Regions from separate parts of the Triticum aestivum genome. Here region 2 is linked to region 1. Evidence: chromatin contacts called from public Hi-C data. All regions are on one chromosome and are shown on one strand. Each heading gives the region's core, a stretch centred on a gene start, on an enhancer-like site or on the middle of the called end of the contact. The rest is flanking DNA. Distances are from core to core; before and after follow the strand shown.

Region 1 (5,304 bases), core at 1,522-4,021:
GAAATCGAGAAAAATGGAAACCCAAAAACATTGAAACCAGAAACCGAGGAAAAACCAAAAACTGGAAATACCAGAAACAAATGAATAATCTAAAACCAAGATAAAACTGCGGAAGCCTGTTTGTCCTTCACTTTTTTGGGGAAAGCGCAACATAGTTCGTGTTTCACAAGGAAGCACATTGTGCTTGACGCGAAAGCACAATTGTGCTTCACCCTTTGAGAAGCACGATTTGTGTAACAACTGTGCTTCATGCAAAGGCACATCTACACTTTACTATTTTTGGAAGCACAACTGTTCTTCACCCTCGGCAAAGACAAAATGACAAAACATATCGAAGAAATAAAAAATCAAGAAAAATAAAAATCATTAAAAAAACAAAAGATCATGATAAAAAAACCGAAATACCCGAAACATCCCCTATAAAACCATGCACGACACATGGATGGCACTGGGGCGCGCTCCTGCATACAAAAGTGTCTGCTGGGACACCCAACCAGGGTGTGCCCGCTAATCAGTTACCCATAGTCTATATGCGCCATCTAAGTCATCTCCTGGGGCAATCCTCGGCCATGCCATGCCAGGCCTGCTGTTGTTGCACAAGGTCAACTAATTGGGCCACCCCTTATTGGGTCACTCCCTCCGCGAAAGTGCTCCAGCGGCTTCACATGGTGCGCCCTACGTTGCCATGATGTCGTTTGCTGGACACTTTCCCATAGGGATATTTTTCAGGGGGAGGGGGTGGGTTGGATTTTTATTTTATTTTTAAATCTTTTTTCTTGTTTTCCTAGCTTTTTATCATGTTACTTGTTATTTCCTTCATGTTTCCTCGTCTTTCCTGATTTTCGTCTATTAAGAGCATGAGTGTGTTGTGCTTCGCATGGAGCACAAGTGCGCTTCAAGCGGGAGCACATAGTTCTTTCCTGTGGAGTACAGATGCGCTTTACGGAGGAGCACAAATGTGCTTCATCCCGTGGGAGCACAACGTAGTTTCATTTAGGAGCATGACTTAGTATGATTTGGAAGCATATGTTAGTCATTTTGGGGCATAATGTTTGAGCACAAGTACGCTTCAAGCGGGAGCACATAATTCTTTCTTGTGGAGCACAGATGCGCTTTACGGAGAGCACAACGTAGTTTCATTTAGGAGCATGACTTAGTATGATTTGGAAGCATATGTTAGTCATTTTGGGGGCATAATGTTTGCCCGAGAATAAGTTTATTGAAATATGTTAATATGGGCTCTGGTTTTTAAGATCTCAACACGAGGAACTCAATGATGTAAACGGTTCATGATTTGAACGCACAGTTGAAGAGATAAATCATTTTGAAAAATTAATTTAGGACAAAAAAGCACAAATTTATGAGAAGAAATCTTATCAAAACTCTCAGATTACCACAAATCACCGCATATGCGTCACTAGCCATCATTAGAGAAAATGTAACTAACTTAGAGATATCCCAGGTTAGGGGTACCTTTTAGCGGGACCTCCTATTCCACGACCTACGCGGGGAGTAGCAAGAAAACGCGCACCCTCCCTCCCCCAACACTGAATTAGGCCAGCCCAACTAAAATAGGGCTATCGAGCTTGCCTGATGTTTTTTTATTCGTTTTCCAACATTTTTGTTTTTTGCAGAAACAATGATTTTTGTCATCTTTTTATACTTTGTCTTCTTTTCTATTAATATCTTTCTCAATTCAAAAATATTCTTAAAACTCGGGAAAAACTGAATTAAAAAAATGTTCGGGAATTTAAGAAATTGTTCCAAATTTAAAAAATGTTCGTGAATTCAAAAACATGCTCCCAAATTTCAAGAAATATTCGCCAATTCAAAAAATGTGAAGGTATTCATAAAATGTGCGCGATTGTAAAAAATTGTTCTCGGAGTTCAAAAAGTGTTTAAGAACTCGAAAAATGTCTCACTTTCAAAATGTTTCTGAACTTCAAAAAGTCTTACCAAATATCCAAAACTGTTCATCGATTCAACAAATGTTTGTGAATTTCAATAATTGTTCCCGTATTGCAAAAAATGTTCACCACTTCAACAACTATTCAAATTTGAAAAAAATTCACAAATGTAAAAAATATTCATTAATTCACCAGATGTTCATCAATTTAGAAAATGTTAATGAATTTCAAAAAATCATTCATGAGTTTAAAAAAATGTTCCCGAATTTTAAAAGAAAATCTTGAGATTGAAATATATTCACAACTTTTCAAAAATGTTCATAGATTTGAAATTTGTTCTTTAATGTTCAAAAAGTTTTGAATTGAAATTTGTTTAAAATTATAAAACAATTGCGAATTTGGAAGAAGAAAAATAAAGTAAAATAAGAAAATGAAATAAAATTCATAAAAGATAAATGAATAAAGAAAAATAAAGAGAAAACTGCAGAAAACAAAGGGAAAAAATGCAAATTTGGAAAAAGAAAATGGAAACAAAATAAAATAAAAATAAAAATCATAAAAGAAAAATGAGTAAAAGAAATAAAGAGAAAACTGGGGAAAAACAAATCTTTCACGCTCTCACGTTGTTGTCTGCTTGGGAACAAACCTCATGCCGCTGAACGCCACCGGGAGAGCTTTCGTGCAGGGTGCTATTTTAAATGGGCCGGCCTATTCCCTGGCGTCATCGTGAGCTAGTACTAAAAATTCCAAAAAATTAAGCTGTATTGAGGAATCTAACAGGGGACCTCCTATATGCCGCTAACTGCGGCAAGAGGTTGACGTTTCGCACAGGGCGGCTCACGTGAGCCGGCCCATTTGCAGGTGTAGTGGCACCACATGATCAACCTGATGCCTCAAGAACTAATCGACCACGGCAAAACATAAATACAGCTCTTTGTAGGGGATCGAACCAAGGAGCTCTTGCTCGTTAACAACGTCACTACCCACCATAACTACTGAGATTAAATGTCTAAATAGCAGCCAGTGTGTGCCAACTATAAGCCACAAACAGATAAATTTATTTCTAAATTTGAACGTGATTTTGTTTTTGAAAAGAGTAATTATTTTTTGAAATGCAAACATTTTATAATTTTGAACAATATGTTTTAAAAGTCGAACATTTTGTGAACCCAAAACATTTTTTGAACAAAGGAACAAATTTGAAAGGGAGAACAAAATTTTAAATTATGAACAAAATTTTGGAAATGCAAACATTTTTTAAAAAACAGGCACAAGAAATTATAACAGGAACATTTTTTACATTACGAACATTTTTTCAAAAACACAAACATTGAGTAATTTTTTAAGATGTCTAAAATGGAAATTTCGACTAATTTTTTGAAGGTATGATTTTTTTCACAAACGCAAACAAAATTATGAAAGCGAACAAATTTGGAATTTCCCAAACATTTTTTGAAAACATGAAGATTTTGTAATTTGTGAACAAAATTTTAAAGCATGAACATTTTTTGAATTTTGAGAACAAATTTCGAAACGGAGAACAAATTTCAAAGCGCAAACAATTTTTTAAAGCACGAATAATTTTTGGATCTTGAGAATCAATTTTGAAATGGAGAAGTATTCTGAAAAAGGAAAAACTAACGCTCACACGTGTGCGCGTTTGCACATCGCCCATACACCTCCATCACCACTCATTTTGCCACGTATGAATAGATGACATCGGCAGAAATCATTTTGATTTTCGGCTTAAAAATGTTTTATCTCCTAATTAACAAAGCGAATTAAAAATTCGTTTTCATCATTAAATCCGTCTCGACGAGATCTTCAAAACTAGACCCCATATTGATATGTTTTGACGAATTTTTTTTCCCCAGAAGTTGCCATGATATTTACACTGTAGTTACCATAGTGCTTAAACTAAAGTTGCCATGTGGCAATTTTAGTTTGTACATCATGGCAATTTTAGTTTTTTGATGATGGCAATTCCAGTACTTTGACCATGAAAATATATTTTTGTATGAACCATGGCAATTTTAAGTGCATGTATCATGGCAATTTTAGTTTATGGTGCATGGCAAGTCTAGTTTCTTAATTCCCCGTTTTATAATATGTTAAAATTACTTTTAAATGTAAAAGAAAATAGCTGAAACATACCATGGCAACTTTAGTGTAAATATCATGGCAATTCATGTGCAATAGACATGGCAACTTTTAACCAATTTTTTTTCACCAAAATATATTGATATGAGATCTAGTTTCGAAGATCTCGTCACCAGGGATTTAATGGTGAAAACGGATCTTCAATCGGATTTTTCATTTAAGAGATAAACCATTTTAAAAATTGAAAATCTAAAAAGATTTTCACATGCATGCATGCGGTGACATGACGTAGTCTGTGTATTATAGAGCGTGTGGGCGGGTTTGCCTCTCACTACACGTATGGGCGTTAGCGTTGTCCTTGAAAAATCTCAAGCAAATTTGGTAGCATGATTTTTTTTGCAATACGTGAACAAAAAATTGAAATTCGGTACTTTTTCTGAATTTCGAAAGTTTCGAACTTTTTGTGTAACAAGAACAATTTTTTAATTTTGAGAACATTTTTTTGAAAACTGAACATTTTTTGGGAACACGAACAAAATTTGAATTTTTTGAATTTTTTTTTGGAAAAAGATAAGAACAGAAATGGAAATAAAAGACCAAAGATTTTTTTTAAAAAAAGAGAAATTAACTTGAATAGGAAAACTGAAAGAAAAAACGTAACGAAAAGAAAAGAAAAAAAGAACCAGAAAAAGGAAGAAAAAAATAGAAAGAGTAAAAAAAGAAAAATAAAAGGAAAAATAAAAAACAGGTTCAGGGACCTTCTAGATGGTTCCCAAAACCAGTAAGAACCGGCTGGGAACGCTCTAGAAGGTTCCCAAAACTGGAGCCTGTGTACGAGATGGGCTGGCCGAAAATCGCTAGCTAGTCGTATTCCTGTGAGAATCGTCGGCAGTTTGACACGATATGCGTCAAATATGTTTTTCCATCTAACAGCTACCCTACGATTGAGAGCTAGCTTTCATTACCACTTGAGCTGCTGCGCGATAGTGATTAGTAAGCTGCGTGAACTCTTAAGAACTATATATAGCATTGTTGAGGAAATCGTTAACTGGTAGCTGCTCGGTTGGCTAGCGAGTAGGGGATTAATAGGCTAATCGGCAAGTTAATCAGCCATTTAATCAATTAATCAGATGATTTATCGGTTTATCAGCTACTCGGTGACCCTATGAGTAGGGATTAATCGGCAAATTAACTGGTTAATCGGACAAATTCTTGAACAGGGATATATAGTGACAGATCCAAAAAAATAAAAAATTCGACCATTGAACTTTTTTTAATAAACATTGAAAAATTTCAT
Region 2 (5,304 bases), core at 1,079-3,578, 180 kb before region 1:
GGAGTGCTAATCTCAGGTAAATTCACATATTGCTATTGTTCATATGGATTGTTGCTCAAATTTCAGAAATTGAGCCGACTGAACTTTAATATTATTCTTGCTTATTTCTTTTCGACCATCTTATATTTTATTCTTGTTTCATCAGGGGTTTGTGCATGCTGTCCTTGCTTCTAGGTAAAAAAATAACAGATGCAGCTGTTGCATCTATTGTTCGTTCTTTTACAAGCTTGGAGTTGCTTGATTTAAGCGGGTATGTGCTGGTTTTTATGAAGCCTAATGGTTTGGAGATATTTTGTTTAAATCATGCAAAATAAAGCCTAAACCAACATGGCATGCTTAATCTCCAGATCTTGTATCACTGATAATGGGCTTGGGATGGTCAGCAAGGCATTCCCTGATACCCTAACTAGACTGCTCCTTGCGATGTGCCCAAATATCACCTCATGTAAGTTTGAACCTTAACATTGCTTGTGCTCCTTTGTTCTAGTGATTTCAGAAATATCACATTGCCCATAGCAGCAAATATCTAAAAGTTTTCATGTTCATGTGATCTGTAGATGGGGTCCAGGTGGCCACAGCGCAGTTGCCACTTCTTCAGCTCATGGACTGTGGCAAGAGCTTATGTGCCAATGTGCCGCCTGAAGCACCCCGATCATACTTTGGTGATCTCACTGGAGGGATTAGGTTTTGCTCGAAACTACAAATCACAAGGAAGCAGCAACCAACTTACCAAAAGTTGATTATAAAGCATGCTAATCTGAAGAAACTCAGTCTTTGGGGCTGTTCTGGAATAGATGTAAGTGCTCAAAATTTCATGATTACTATTTTTTTTGTATTCTTGTTTGTGTACAAAATGAAGCTATTTCTTACTACTGTTCTCTTCATGCATGACAGGCCCTATGTGTAAATTGCCCAGAGCTGAATGATCTGAACCTCAACTCCTGCATAAATCTGAATCCAGGTGTGACATCCTAATTCTTTCTTGTTCGGTCGGTACCGAACTACTCCGTAGATGCTTCTTCAGTGTCCGAACTTATAAATGGTTAGTGCACGAGTGTTTACAGCCTGTGAAACTTTCTGCAGAACGGTTGCTTCTTCAGTGTCCAAGCTTGAAAGATGTTCATGTCACTGGATGCCATGATATGTTAATCGGAGCAATCAGAAACCAGGTACTGCCAATTTTTAACCTCCCCTCTGATGAGAAAAGCCTTAGCTGCTGCAACATCAATTGCCAAGTTTCATCTTAATCTTAGGTTGAAATATAGGGAGCATTGCCATAATCTTATGTTCCCGTTTCTGAACGAGTTGCCACTCTAAATTTTGCCAGGTTCTGAACGAGTTTGCAGCAGCAGAGCCTCGCATGCCTTGCAAGCGCCTTGCGGATGGCTCGAAGCGGGTGCAAGTCCCACAATTCATGCTAGAACAGGTAATGAACTGCACCTGCAATGCTGCAACCCTCACCAATCTGCATCCACTTGTTGGTTCATCGCTTCTCTGTTGACAGTGATCACTCACATTCGTTTACTGCGAACCCTTTTCAGCAGTTTGAGGACGAGAAATGGTGCGGCGAGTCGCGGCGAAGCCAGTGCGCGGTTCACGTCTGAGCTGAAGCAAGGCAGTCACTTGCAGAGCCAGCCGAATAGCTAGCAGTCCCAACAACCTAGGGGGCACAGGAAAGGAAGATTAGTTAGGCTGTGATGTTGTAAGGCTGGCTGGGGGCACATAATCTGAGCCTACTGGTGTTGTAGAACTCTACTGTTTCTTGTTTCTCTGCAAAAATCTCATTTGTTTCTTCCCTGCTGAATTCTTCTGTTGGACAATAAGGGCATGGTGTAGTGTGGCCTAGCACCCTTGGTTCATCCTGCGAAATAATGACGACATAAATTAAATATTTATTGGTGTGTCCATATATAATTTTCAGTTTTGCTAAAGCACATCTAGATGTGCCATAAGTATTGCACATCTAAGTCATATGTCATTGATCTTACATTGAGATTCGTGTGAATATTTTCTCTCTTTTTTCTTTTTCTCTTTGTACTTGATTCACTCACTTAGATGTGCAATAACTAGAGCACATCTAGATGTGCCCTAGACACACCCTATAATTTTTGTCATGACCCTACTGATTTGTTTAATCTCTTGTTTCCAAATGGATGCTGCTGTAACTGTAAGCCTGCAAGTGTAGTCTGGTGTAGATTTCCCAGTGTGAGCTGGGGCAATTTTACAGTCGGGTCCTGGGGATGCACTTGCATTGGAGATTAGTATGAGGGGCCCAGATGGGAAGTTCCACCTGCTCTTTTTGTTTTATTTTATTTTTTCCCCGAAAGAAATTCAGTCCCTTTCTGAATCGGAACCGAGTAGAGGAATGAAAAGATTCTGATCCTTACTTAATCCTCTGGATAATCCAGTCTAACCTACTGCAGCGGTTTTGTCGCTTAATCTCACTCTAGAAGAACAGCACGCGCTCCTCGATCCAGAGAGGGGCCATGGAGTTGTCGGGTTCCGTCGCCTGCCCCACGGCGGCTCAGGCGCGGCTGCTCCGGCCGCCGGCTGATCTCCGCCAGCTCGCCTCGCCTCGTAAGTGATCTATCCCCCTTCTGTTTCTCATCTTCCCGGTTCGCAAGTAGGGTGGTTCGGCCCGACGATCTACTGCTTCGTCCCTGGCGCCGGTTTCGATCACGACGAGCTGCGGCGGGGATCGCCGGATCGGCCGGCCGGTGAGGCTTTGCTCTGCATACGGTTGATTTGTAGGCGGCCGCTGATTCGTAGACTGATTCTACAAACCATGTCTCTGATTATCCAGCAAGACTGACCGACCTGCAGTCAGACACCTGTTGATTCTATCTTATTTCCAAAAAACACGAATGTGCTACTCCGATCCATATTACTTGTCACTGGTTCAGTACAAAGTTGAGGGAGTATCTATTTTTCTTACCTGTCTTTGCTGAATAGCTCAAAGGTGCAATGTCTCTGCCTCTTCAGGATACATATCTTGTAGGAGTTTCGCCGTGAGAAGCAAAGTGACCAAGGCAATGCCTTCACTGAGTGTGAGCTTTCAGCCCGCATTTCGTCAACCAGTTACCAGGGCTACATGGAAGAAGAAACACAATGTGAGCGCCTTTCCTTCTCACGCAGTTCTATCATGTGTATTTTTTTGCGATGTTTGACTCCAACATCGTTTTCCAGATTGCATGCTATCAGAGACAAGGAGCTCCACAGATAGAAGCCAAGTAAGTTGCAACTATCATTTATGAAGGAAAACAGTCACCACATAGTCAGAATTGGCCTATTTGATCACCAAGTTGGTCTTTAGGGCATCTCTAGCACATCCCCCAAAAGTTATATTTGAGGGAAAATCTAGCAGAACATCAGTAGCATATAAGTTGTTATGTTTTCAAGTCCTAGCTTCCAAACTAGCACCAGAAATCTGGATTCAGAGGGGAAAGGCATATTCTAAAACATAAGAACGTTAGCTCATGTCACCAGTGAACTATTTTTTTTAGTGAATACGGAAAGCTTGCGTATCTTTCCATTGATAGAATAAAGAGAATGAGTACAAGGGAGGGTACAACACATGGCACGAGCGCAAGAGGGTGTGAAAATGGTGCCCGGAGTAGAGAGACATGGGATGCTCTGCCTGAACAAGGAAACAACACAGCTAAACCCCCCTAGTCTGGACTCAAGCCATGGAAGGCAAGGAGATGAGACAGAGGATACCCAAACCACGTCAAGACCTCACGAGAACCCCCGCTGCGCGGCCACGGCTCGAAACTCGACTAGATCAACGTGCCCCAACCAAGAGCACCAGGAGATCGGCAAGTGGGCTGCAGGACCCGGCCTAGCCGGAGGCGGAAGACATGGGGGAAGCACCATCGCAGTCGTACATAGCGCCCCGGAAGCCCACACCTTGAGAGGCAGCCCGAACCAATGTGACGTCCAACATCCCCAAAACCAACACCGGGGATGCCGCGAGCAAACAAGACGGTGCCTTCTAGAAGGAAAACGACGTGGCGCCTTCGCCGTCCGATCCGAAGAGCCGGACCTAGGGTTTCCCCCGGTGCTCGAAGAGGGGCACATACAGAGGCCATGGCAGCGCCTCCAAGGAGGGAACGGCACTCGCAAGCGTCGGTCGCCGCTGCCAGCATCGCCAAGCCGAGCAGGGATTTCCCCTGGCCCGAGTCTGAGCAATCCCGTAGCCGCTGGATCAGTATCTGAAGACTTGGAAATTAAACGTTGGTTGAAACCGCCACCACAAGAAGGGGAGCTAGTTTTGCTATTTTCTCCATCAGTCAGTGCACACTTTTCATGTTTAAAGAAGAGGAAAACTACCAGGATGTGTTAATATGCTGTGATTGTCTCTCGCCTTTTTTCAGCAGTAATTTAAACTGGATTATATCTAGAGTAGCTACATGGTGGTACATCTTTCCAAATTTGAGCAACAATGGTTGAGTTGCATTGCATGATTTGAGAGTTGCGATGCTGATAAAAGTTCTCTAATTTTAAACTTGAAGGTCAATGGAGGAAGTATATGATGCTTTGGCTGAGCACCTTCTTTCTGTTTCACAGAGTATCGATAATCTTGATTCAAAGTAAGCTGTTTATAGAAATGCTGTTTGGGGCATAGTGAATTATTTCCGTCGCAACAGTTTGTACCTGTATTATTTATATGCTTCTTCTGCCGTAGAACATCGATTCATGAACATTTTTATCAACAAGGATACACTCTTATCTGTTCGCTATTAGAAGCAAACAGAAACGTAATATTTTTGGTCCAACCTATTTTAGATTCAAACAGGAGCTGGTTAACTGAACACAATATTTTTGGTCCAATGCTATACAGAACTGTCTGTAGTTTCTTCCTGTTAAATACTCCACCTTACAAGCACCTAGTCAGACAAACATTTTGAGTCTGAAATACAGTGGATCTTTAAGATGTGGATATCATTGAAAACAGGGCATCAATATCTGATTGTTATTCAAGGCATAACAATGAACCTTATCAATGTAGATTGTCCTCCTCTCCTTTTATTTCTCTTTCTCATTTCCCTTTTTTGGGGCAACTGCTATATTTATAATTAAGATGGTAAACGAAGAAAATCTGATGAAATTACTGGAACAATAGTTTTTGTTAGCTCTCCTCTGATAGAAATTATTGAATCACTACTCTGCTGATCCACTTAATAATATCACTCTCAAATACTGAACAGATATATTGTTGGTCTGGCTGGCCCACCTGGTGCAGGCAAGTCTACTGTTGCCTCTGAAGTGGTTCGACGCGTCAATATGCGTTGGTCTCAGAAGCAT

The links. A called contact is a pair of places that touch in the nucleus more often than the background predicts.
Region 2: a contact with region 1 is called in a Hi-C map of leaf, with 3 times the contacts expected there. The contact joins the promoter of LOC123119484 here to the enhancer-like site in region 1. A contact is called at or near these places in 3 of 5 Hi-C or Micro-C datasets (leaf and an unstated tissue).

The regions. Positions count from the first base shown.
Region 1 is chr5D:66,747,433-66,752,736 of IWGSC CS RefSeq v2.1, reverse strand. No RefSeq gene overlaps it. Among protein-coding and RNA genes, the nearest start is that of LOC123119483, 82 kb to the left of the region's middle. Within about 2 kb of position 2,771, at least 1 of the 8 cell types and tissues checked has an H3K27ac peak or open chromatin away from gene starts, as enhancers often do.
Region 2 is chr5D:66,924,216-66,929,519 of IWGSC CS RefSeq v2.1, reverse strand. LOC123119484 (putative uridine kinase C227.14) reads left to right here and starts at 2,328. Exons shown (of 13, transcript XR_006458700.1): 1 at 2,328-2,577; 2 at 2,983-3,110; 3 at 3,187-3,230; 4 at 4,512-4,589; 5 at 5,208-5,304. LOC123119487 (F-box/LRR-repeat protein 17) reads left to right here. Exons shown (of 11, transcript XM_044539295.1): 4 at 1-16; 5 at 146-250; 6 at 348-445; 7 at 558-796; 8 at 895-961; 9 at 1,084-1,169; 10 at 1,328-1,426; 11 at 1,545-1,893. The coding sequence ends at 1,604.